3 separate regions of the Drosophila melanogaster genome follow, and regions 1 and 3 are each linked to region 2. Evidence: chromatin contacts called from public Hi-C data. All regions are on one chromosome and are shown on one strand. The core of a region is the stretch at or near the end of the contact, and the rest is flanking DNA. Distances in the headings are between cores, read along the strand shown. Region 1 holds the start of Dbx. Region 2 has its middle 12 kb from the start of lncRNA:CR45427. Region 3 holds the start of acs (arcus).

The links. Hi-C and Micro-C count contacts between places; a contact is called where the count stands out from the background.
Region 1: a Hi-C map of the Kc167 cell line shows a contact between it and region 2, with 2.0 times the contacts expected there. A contact is called at or near these places in 6 of 107 Hi-C or Micro-C datasets (the Kc167 cell line, embryo, whole body and 1 more).
Region 3: a contact with region 2 is called in a Hi-C map of the Kc167 cell line, with 1.6 times the contacts expected there. A contact is called at or near these places in 7 of 107 Hi-C or Micro-C datasets (the D17-c3 cell line, the Kc167 cell line, cellular blastoderm embryo and 3 more).

The regions. Positions count from the first base shown.
Region 1 is chr3L:1,919,999-1,923,209 of dm6, forward strand. Dbx reads left to right here and starts at 1,309. Exons shown (of 5, transcript NM_139420.4): 1 at 1,309-1,933. The coding sequence starts at 1,417.
Region 2 is chr3L:2,304,250-2,307,548 of dm6, forward strand. No RefSeq gene overlaps it. Among named protein-coding and RNA genes, the nearest start is that of lncRNA:CR45427, 12 kb to the right of the region's middle.
Region 3 is chr3L:1,970,203-1,973,333 of dm6, forward strand. It overlaps acs (arcus), which reads left to right and starts at 1,436. Exons shown (of 9, transcript NM_139429.2): 1 at 1,436-1,619; 2 at 1,872-1,997; 3 at 2,061-2,211; 4 at 2,275-2,396; 5 at 2,836-3,062. The coding sequence starts at 1,615. CG11815 reads right to left here and starts at 998. Exons shown (of 1, transcript NM_139428.3): 1 at 1-998. The coding sequence starts at 928. The coding sequence ends at 77.

The DNA.
Region 1 (3,211 bases), core at 59-2,558, 380 kb before region 2:
GTGGGTGAAGTGGAAATCCTGACGTCCTGGCTGCACGGATACGGGGTAATCCTTTGAGGCGTGCTCCATATGAAAGCAAAAAGCCACAAATGGCAGCGCAAAACAATCTGAGCTGGGGCCTTTGTTATCCTTGTACTTCTTCCTATTGTCGAGGGCACTTCTCCTCCTTTCAGCTCCTTTCAGCATTCTGATGGGAATCGCATTCGAGTGAGGCCACGCCCCTTCGGCGGGCAGGACTCCTTGGGACCCCAGCGCCTGGCACACAGGGGTTGCTCCGTGCTCTCGCCCTCTCTCTCTTTCTGCTCGCACACAATAGAGGCCAAAAGGACACACACATCCTTGCCGCATTCTGCTGTTTATCTAGCTCCTAAGCTTACATAACCGCTGCTCAGCCATTTTCGCATTTACCACGCTTTCGACGCTGAGTAAATAAGTCATCATTGTCGATAAACTCGATTGTCGTCATCAACGGCGACGAGGACAACTAATTTGCGGTCATAATAAAAGTTAATCTACTGACTCCTTGGCCGCTTGTCGGAATTTTTTTTGCTTCCCATGTCTGCAACAAATTGCTCGCACAAATTCAAAAGTCTATGGATGTAGAAGTCCAGTTCAAATAATGTAACTAAATGCCATTACTCTATATCATCAAACTTTGTACATTATTGGGAAAAGTTATTTGTTGAAAGGATCCTTTACGTTAATCAAACATGTGAAACATATTTTCTTTGCCTATGTAATGCTTAGCTTAAACCAGTTGAGAATTATAATAGAAATTGTAGTATAAAAACAAAATAAAATATTTTGTTTCCAGTATAAAATTACATATTTTATATTATAATTAAATGTAAATTAAATGTATTCTAACAATGCGCCCCACTGTGCGGCACCGTGGAATGGCAGCTCAAATTTAATAAGATCGAGCCAAATTCAGTTCAAGGCAGCAAGTGGCAAAGGCAACAAAACAAGAAAATTAAATTTTTATTGTTTTCACGCAAATAAAATCAAATAAAAAGCGAACAACAATAACGAGCAGGCAAAGGCTAAACAGGACACTCACGCACGCACACACACACACTTACGCACGCATACGCTCTCGCAAGGAGAGCGAAACAGAGAGAGGAAGAGAGAGAGAGAGCAGGATGTACATAAGGACTAAGCATCACGTGCCGCACAGACGGCACTTCTACTGGGCAGGAGAAGCGGACCAACCAACGACGAGCAACCCCGTAATCGCACTCCTGGGCACCCGGATGCTGCGTCCTGCGCCTGCCAGGACATTCTGCCAACCGAGTTCAGTTCGAATTGAGCACTCGACGCGAACGCGACAACTGGCGGATACAGACGAGAACTGAATCGGTACGTGTACGGATACTAGAGACTACGGAAATATAGAGCAGCCAGCTCCGTCGCGTTATGTCTACGGCCTTCCTCGTGGACAGTCTCCTGCACGCCCAGCAGACCTACACGGAAAGCCAGCTGAAGTCCAGCCTGAGCGAGATGCTCCTATCGCGTCGGTCGGCCACGGGAACGGATGCCGCGGATCCGGCTGACCAGCCCACCGAGTCCTGTGGCTGCTCCAAGTTGCGCGGCTACAAGTGTGATAAGTGCCGCGAAATCCGTGCCGAGAGTGTAGAAAGCATCGAGGAGATGGACGAGGACGATGGTTCCTCCTCGGCGGACGAAATAGTCGCCGATATTGGCAGTGTCGAGGGCGAGGAGCCGCACATGGACCTGGACGAGGAGCTGGAAGAGGAGCTGGCCGACGTGGACGAGCCCGTGTCAATCAAATTGCCCAAGGTGGAGCCCAAGGAGACCAGCATGCCGACCGTCGGCAACACCATCCTCAAGGATACCAACAGCAAGCCCATTCTCAAGTTCAGTGTCAGCGCGATCCTTGGCGACACCCGGGAAGGAGTCCGTGTCAGAAATGGTAAGACATGGTTGGCAACTAGCAATTTTAGCTTAGTAGTATGCCTTGAGGTGCTGATGATCTTTGCTTCTCTTTCAATGTTGTTTTCACTGGAACCCCTAAGATTAAATTTTGTAATTACCTTGGGCCCCTCCAATTCTGAAGTCGATGAGATAGTTTCCTCCAATTAGGTTTACGCCGCGGGCTGCTTCAAAGAATGTTATAAAAAGGCTTGGCAATTAATTTGTCGTGGCTAATGCCGAATAAAAACAAAATACCGAACACAATTGCAATATGAAAAGCCAAAAGAATAACAAATCTGGCCCAAAAGTTTACGCAGACTCCTCGCGAGGGTAGAACGCAAAGTACTGGTACTTCGCAGTTGCTTTAGTTTTTACGCCGCGACTTTATTGTGTGTTGGCCTAAGTCCTCGGGGCGTTTCACCGCTGATCCTGCAGGCTGTAAAAACACAGCCAGGCCTAATCATGTTTAAATTATTGAGCCAAGCCCCTGAGCACAAAGCCGCATAACCAGTTCGTCCCATCCACATCCGCACTTCCGCACTTCCGCCAGGATCTGCATGGGATATGGTGCGAAGGATCTGCATGGGATATGGTGCGAAGGATCCTCTGCCGCGTGCTGCTTACAACGGGGGATGAGAATGAGAATGGGAATCCCTATGCCAGATAGGACATGGAAAAGGTCCTGGGGGCGGGGGACAGAAGGTAGGCGTAACCAATTGGCCATCAGTCAATGTAACAGCTCTGCCTTGGCCGTTTTTTAGTTGTATTGTTCTCTTGTATTTCTGGGGATTGTGGGATTTAATTGTCATGTGATTATGGCATCGCGGCTTACTTTCCATATTAATGAGTGGGCAGGACCTTTCGATTTCCCGTATTTTATCACTATTTTTTATGAGATTTTATTGGCGATATTTTGGGGTTAAATCGTACTGTTTTTTATGATCAAAGCGTGGCAAAAAATTTAGAAATGGTACGAAATATGACTATTATTAGGTATTATATTAGAACCAGAATAGCATAAGTAACTTTTAATGTCTTAATAACGCAGCCATTAGGTATCCCCTCCACACACACACACACTTTCTAACTTATTCTGTCCATTAATCTCCTCCGCATATTCCAACTAATTGCCATCACATTTCAATCAATAATCCACTTAGCACATTTTCCCCTCGAAATGTGAACGGCTTTTTGCCCAAGAGTATGCCACAAATGAACTTTTTTGCAGGGCCATAAACCAATAAGTCGAAAAACTTGCCACATTTTGGGAGCACAG
Region 2 (3,299 bases), core at 157-2,656:
GTTTGCTCTCTGGGATGAGGAATGGCTTGAGATTTAATTAAAATGCCTTACTTAAGAGATTACGAACTAAAAAAAAAAAACGAATTCTGCCCTTTGGAGTGGTTCATTAGTTAAACGAATCAGTTGTTATCACCCGATCTGATATTCACTTTTTGTGTGTCTAATGTCGAATAGCCACGAAAAAGATTCTAAATTATTCAGCGAAAGTCGGATAAGCCGGCAGCTACAGACAGGCAGAGGCCGCGCTGATTTATGCTGATGTTTTCCTATGGTTAGGCATTTGCATTTGGCTCGTGGAAATGGCAAAATACTCGTATTTATTTGCCAAATCAGAGCCAGCGAAGCCAGACGAGTGCACGTGCCATTGGTAATTGATTGATTGTAAGCAAACACGTGGCAACAGCTGACAAGATAAGCAAACAGCAGTCACCTCGCATAATCCGAAAATTCTCGTAGCGTTTTCAATTTTCATTTCACGCATTTTGGTGCGCGCTTTATGATTAAAGCCTAAAGAGGTTACCAATTTATTTCCAAATTAAAGGAGCGTTTCTTGGAAAAAATGCTTGGGAAAAACCCTTTGAATTTAAAGAGCTATTGACCCCATAAAGTAAAGGACCAACTCTCTCTCTCTTAAAGCCGACTTAATTGCTTTTCAATAACAAAACAAAGTTCTTGCCTGCCGATCCGTGGAAAACACGCAATGTCGAGCCAAAAAGTCGTAAAAAAAATGCAAACAACTGGTGCGGGCCAAAATCTCATTAAACACACAGTCGGCAAACGGAAACAAGGATAACACTAAACAACTACAATACTTCACTACACTGCAACAAATGCCCTGTTGCGTGCTATTTGTCATTTCGAATTGCGAACGGAGGATGCCAGTGTCCCAGTTAAAGGCGGCGGGGGCGTGACCACCGACCGTTCGACAACAATTGTTCCGGAGTATGCGAAAATGGGCAAAACTTTCCTTGTTTATGGCTGAATAAATTGTTGGGCTCGCCTTTTGCTTTTCTTGTTCCACCAATTGGCTGAAGGTGTCTACAGGTAAGAAAAGGAACAGCTAACAAAAAGTTGGCAGGGGGTAACTTGGAAAGCACCTGTCAGCAGGGTCTGTGCTAGATATTCTTACAGGTATGTTGGAACTTTGGGCATTCAACTGAATTTAAATTCCGCTTAAAATATATGCATGCAGATAATACAAGCAACATTCTGTAAAACATTTAATTTTCAAAGAAAAATGTAAATACATATGGTAGATTTCCTCATTTCTAAACTCCTGTAAATCAGAGGTTCTCTGTTTTGCAATTCGCCAAACTCATTAAAACATCGTTGCACTGAATGTTGTCACTCATACGTCCCGTGCGCCCTGAAAATACTTCAACAGACGTGCCGTGTTTGGCTGTATGGGTGTGTATCTGTGTGTCGTTCGCGGCTGCATGTGTGCGTAGATGTGAGTGGGTGCACCGCTAACTGAGTTGTTGCTCCATTTTGTACGACATTTTTGCGGTGACGACGGCGTAGCAATTGTTTGTCTCCTTGAACCAGTTTGCCAGCATAACAACAGAAAATAAAGGCTGAGGACCGACCCAGTTGTGTCAAACAGTTTTTGATGCTACGCCAATTTAAAGCCGTGTGGCAGCCCCAAGAAAATCCCCGAAAAATACAGGCAAATAATATCTGCGAAGCGGACTTGTCCACGTGCCGCTCTGGAACACATCCCCGACGAACAACAGATACTTTGCTTGCCAAATAAATTTACATCTCTAAACTATTTTGTATAATTTGGGCAATGAACGTTTTGCGTCAGCACCTAAATGTTTGCGTTTCGAGTGGAAAATCGTTCGAGAAACACTTTCAGTAAACCGACAAGGCTCCCTCGCCAAGTCAACACCACTAAGAACCTTCGATTTATACACTGAAACAAATTATTAAGACGAATATGACCAAGTTTAGATTATATTCAGCAAAATGTTTCCTTTTGATGCATATTGGCGTATTAAATTGGACTTGGAATATATACCATATATTTCACCTATTTCAATTCACATATTTGTAAGCGTTATTTTTCCCAGTGTCCTTTGCCAAGTATTTACATGCAAATGAAGACAACGGTAGGCCAGCAGTGAGCAGCTGGCAACGAGATCTTCTGCTAGCTGTCGTCGACTGACATTTTAATAGAATTAACTGCTCGGTGAACGAGAGCCGGGCGCCTTATTGTTTTAGATGACTGTCATTAGATTTGATGGCTCAACTGAGTGTTGGGCAAAACCGGAGCCTGACACGTCCGAGCTTTTGAGGCTTAAAGGCTTGCAGCGAACCAGCTGCTGCCAGCCACAAAAAAAAAAAAAAAAACGTCGCAATGTGGTCAGCTGCCATATTTCAGCACTGAAATTCAGCAAACTGACATTCTATTTATGCCGGGTATTTAATTTTATTTATGTGACAACAGCTCCAACTGCACCTGGACATGGGGCGTGGCATCCAGCCATCCAGCCAGGATATAAGCCAGCGAGGAATGTCGAACAATGGAAAGGATATTTGCCCAGCGTAGCTGACACGCTGACAGCAAACACATTAGAGTGTGCAAACTTTTTGAGCTCAGTGTAACGGACTGCCGACAGCCGGAAAAGCGAAAGGACAATTTGAAATATTGTTTTCAAGGTATGTATTTGAATTATGAGCATTCTTTTTATTCTACAATGTTTACAAGATGCATATTTTTAATCAAATATTGCTTGGAAAGATATTCGCAAAATGCCACAGCAAATAAATTATTCCGAGATCCCAGCCAAGCAATTCAAATGGAGCACATGTACATATATATGATATGCGCATACTGCGAATTACATGCATTGCTTAATCGGAATTAGAGGGTAAAAACAAGCAAATGTCTAAACGAATTTCAACTACTCTGCATTTTAAAGAGAAAACTGGAAGACCTATTCAATATGAAGTCCTTAAAATTGAGTTCGTTAAATTCGTCTTTGAAGATATTACCTTAGCAACCACACTTCAATTTTGCACACTCTTTCACTTTTGATGAATCGAATTTTAGCTTGCAATCACCGCGTGTTCTTTACAATACACTTCACTTTCTTGGCAATATCGAGGAACCTCAATATTTAATAATATTAATATAGAACCGCGCAATGTTGCATAAACAGCTCATAACCGCAGCGCCAACACCAAAAAACACTTGGGAAATGTGCGAGCTCTCATGTCGCGAGCAGGCAAACTGCCTTGCCGCAAACCACCGACCCACTGGAAGCCACCCACTGAATCGTCACCCACTGAATCCC
Region 3 (3,131 bases), core at 186-2,685, 330 kb before region 2:
ATTTATTAAGCTACCAAATAACGTACATTTTTGAACAATATTGTTCATTTTTCAAGAGTAACGCAGTCTGCTTTATTTAATCCTTTTTGTTGTCATCGCCTTCACACTTTCCTTCCTCCTTCTTTTGTTGCTCCTTCTTTTTGATGTCTTCTTCCTTCTTTTGGCACCAAGCTTTCAGTTCATCCTCGCTCATGTCCTGGACTTTCTTCTCCTTGGGCGAGGACTTGGCCTCCTTCTTTTCCTGCTCCTTCTTTTTGATGTCCTCTTCCTTTTTCTGGCACCAAGCCTTCAGTTCCTCCTCGCTCATGTCCTGGATTTTCTTCTCCTTGGGCGAGGACTTGGCCTCCTTCTTTTCCTGCTCCTTCTTTTTGATGTCCTCCTCCTTTTTCTTGCACCACTCCTTTAGCTCCTCCTCACTCATCTCCTGGAGACACTTCTCCTCGGCCGAAGATTTGGCCTTCTGGATTTTCTTGGCTTGGTTGGAGAGTATCGCATCGCACTCGCTTTCCAGCTTCTTCATGGTCTCCAGTTGGGCCTCGCCACACTCGGATTCTTCGTCGGCTTCGATGGATGCCTGTAGTCCTCCGTCCAATCGACGTTCGTCTCGTAACTCCACAGCCGTGACCGTGAGTTCCATAAATGAGAATCGATGATAGCCAAAGTAAGTTGGGTTCTTGTAGGGCAGCGCTTTGCCTGCTCCTGGTCCCAGCTTCTCATCCGGTCCACTGAACTGGCGGAAGGAAGAGGGTCTCACAAACGGCGGCACATCGATCCCATTGTGATCGACACTGGTCGGTTGGTAGCCCTCATCCGGTGGATCCTTTGGTGGGCGAGGGGTGTTCGATGGCTTGTTGCTCAACTTGGGCTTATCAGACAGGCGGCGAAGAATTACAGGTTTTATGAACAATCGAAGTGGATTCTTAGACATTTTCGGGAGCACTTTTGTTTTAAAGTAAATGTTTTTAAATTTTACTGTTGCTCAAAACAGGAGATGTCATTTTCAGAGGTTACTGTGTAAAATTGAAAATATACATCTCTACATCACGTATACGCCCTGATATCCTAAAGCTTTATTCTGTAAAGTAAAATGTAAGCTTTGTGTGGAAGTATCGACTAACTAGAAATGTTGAATTCAATGATGTCCAAGCTTTTGCCATAATATATTAGGTATAAAGAGTTTGATGATTGTCGATGAACTTTTCGGGAGGTTCAAACCGATCAGCAAACTGGTTAAGGCCTTCATTCTGGTTTTATTATTTCCACTTAAGAGTGCACATAATATTTTGGCATACATTTCGGATTGCTGCACTCCGGTTTCCCACGTTCCCCGCGAAGTCTTCTGATACGGCTGATTATCGTGCAATTATCTTTCCAAGATTATCAGCACGGTTTACGAACGAGAGGTGTTGAGCGGCTTCGACCGGGATCCGAAATTTAGTATCCGTCCGGTGGGCCAGGCACTCGGTTGAGTCCCCAAGAAATCTGGTTGGGCCGGGAATTCGCAATCACGAAACGATCTTTGTCTCTTTGGCGACTTAATTGCGTGTGATAAAAGATTTATACGCCCGCGAGCTCAAGTAGCTTTATCAAATACTCGGTCGCTACTTTATCGCTATGAAGTGAGTAGTCTTCGTATTCTTCTGGTTTCGAGATCGTAAAAAATAAGCTAACTGATGCGCAAACACAATAAATGACAAAACATTAGCCTCAACCAAATCCCGGTTAAGAAATTGTATATTTTTACGACCTTTAATTTTGAACCAACATCTTTTCTCGAGGAACCTCCTTGGCGCTTATTGTTTAACGACCCGAACCCATTTATCAATCAATCAATTCACCTCAAAAACAACTTTTAATTGCTCCCCCAACAGCGACGATATAAAAACCGTGACGGTTTACCCAACCACACTGGAATTAACGACCCCAACAAAATCAGCGAATGGCAGTAACGATGATTACGATCCTCATCAGCACCGCGAGCTGAAGAATCCCACTACGTAAGCATAGATTTTCAACAGTGCTGAGCTCAGAGAATCATTTTCAGGCCCCACTTTCCCCAGAAACTTTCAGACATTCGCCCACTTCCTGAAGGCTTCCGTGGGCACTGGCGTCCTGGCCATGCCCAGTGCCTTCGCACACGCAGGATATGTGAATGGCACCCTTCTCACGCTGATCATTGGATCGCTGGCCCTCTACTGCCTGCACATTTTGGTGGGTTTTTGGTGGGAGTCACATAGAAATTTCCTTACTTACTTATATATACTTGATTTACAGATCAAATGCATGTACATACTGTGCAAGCGGCAGCGGGTTCCCTACGTCAGCTTTTCGCAGGCCATGAATCTGGGACTCAAACAAGGTCCACCCTGGCTGCGTTGTTTGGCACCCATTGCCGTGTAAGTGAAGTAACTCGGCAAAACAACTGCTATCTATAACTTCCCTCTATATATTGATTAACTTTCTAAGTGCTTTTTAATGATTACTCAATTGGGTAATGAAAATCTTATCTTGTTGTTGATCAATAGATTTTCACTACGATTTATTGTATCTTTATCTTTACAATAGCACCCTAAAATATGGGGGCACATCCCAATAGTTTGTTTAGTAATTGGTTTACATCGCTTATCAATAATATCTTGAGGGTTTTTTTTATTCAATTACTTGCTTAAGTTGCGGAAGGTTTACCAATTTACATTTTAGCCAAGTGTTGAGTACCTATTGTGAAATTTGTTTCCTAGTGGCTTTAGCATTTAACTTAGGCATGAGGCATACTTACTTGTTTTATGTTTTATATATTGTATGTAAATCATATTTTATAGTGTTATTTTTCATCAGTCCCTTTGTAGATGGCTTCCTGGCCTTTTACCACTTCGGCATCTGTTGCGTCTACGTGGTTTTCATAGCGGAAAGCATAAAGCAGCTGGTGGATGAGTATCTGGTGGTCTGGGATGTGCGAATACACATGTGCATCATCATTGTGCCACTCCTGCTGATATATAGCATAAAGAATTTAAAGCTACTCGCGCCTTTTTCCAGTGCAGCAAATCTTTTGCTTCTAGTGGGTAAGTTTTTTGTTTAATTTGCATACTTTTTCTAAAAAGAAGTCATTAAGTTCCACTTTTTAATTTTTA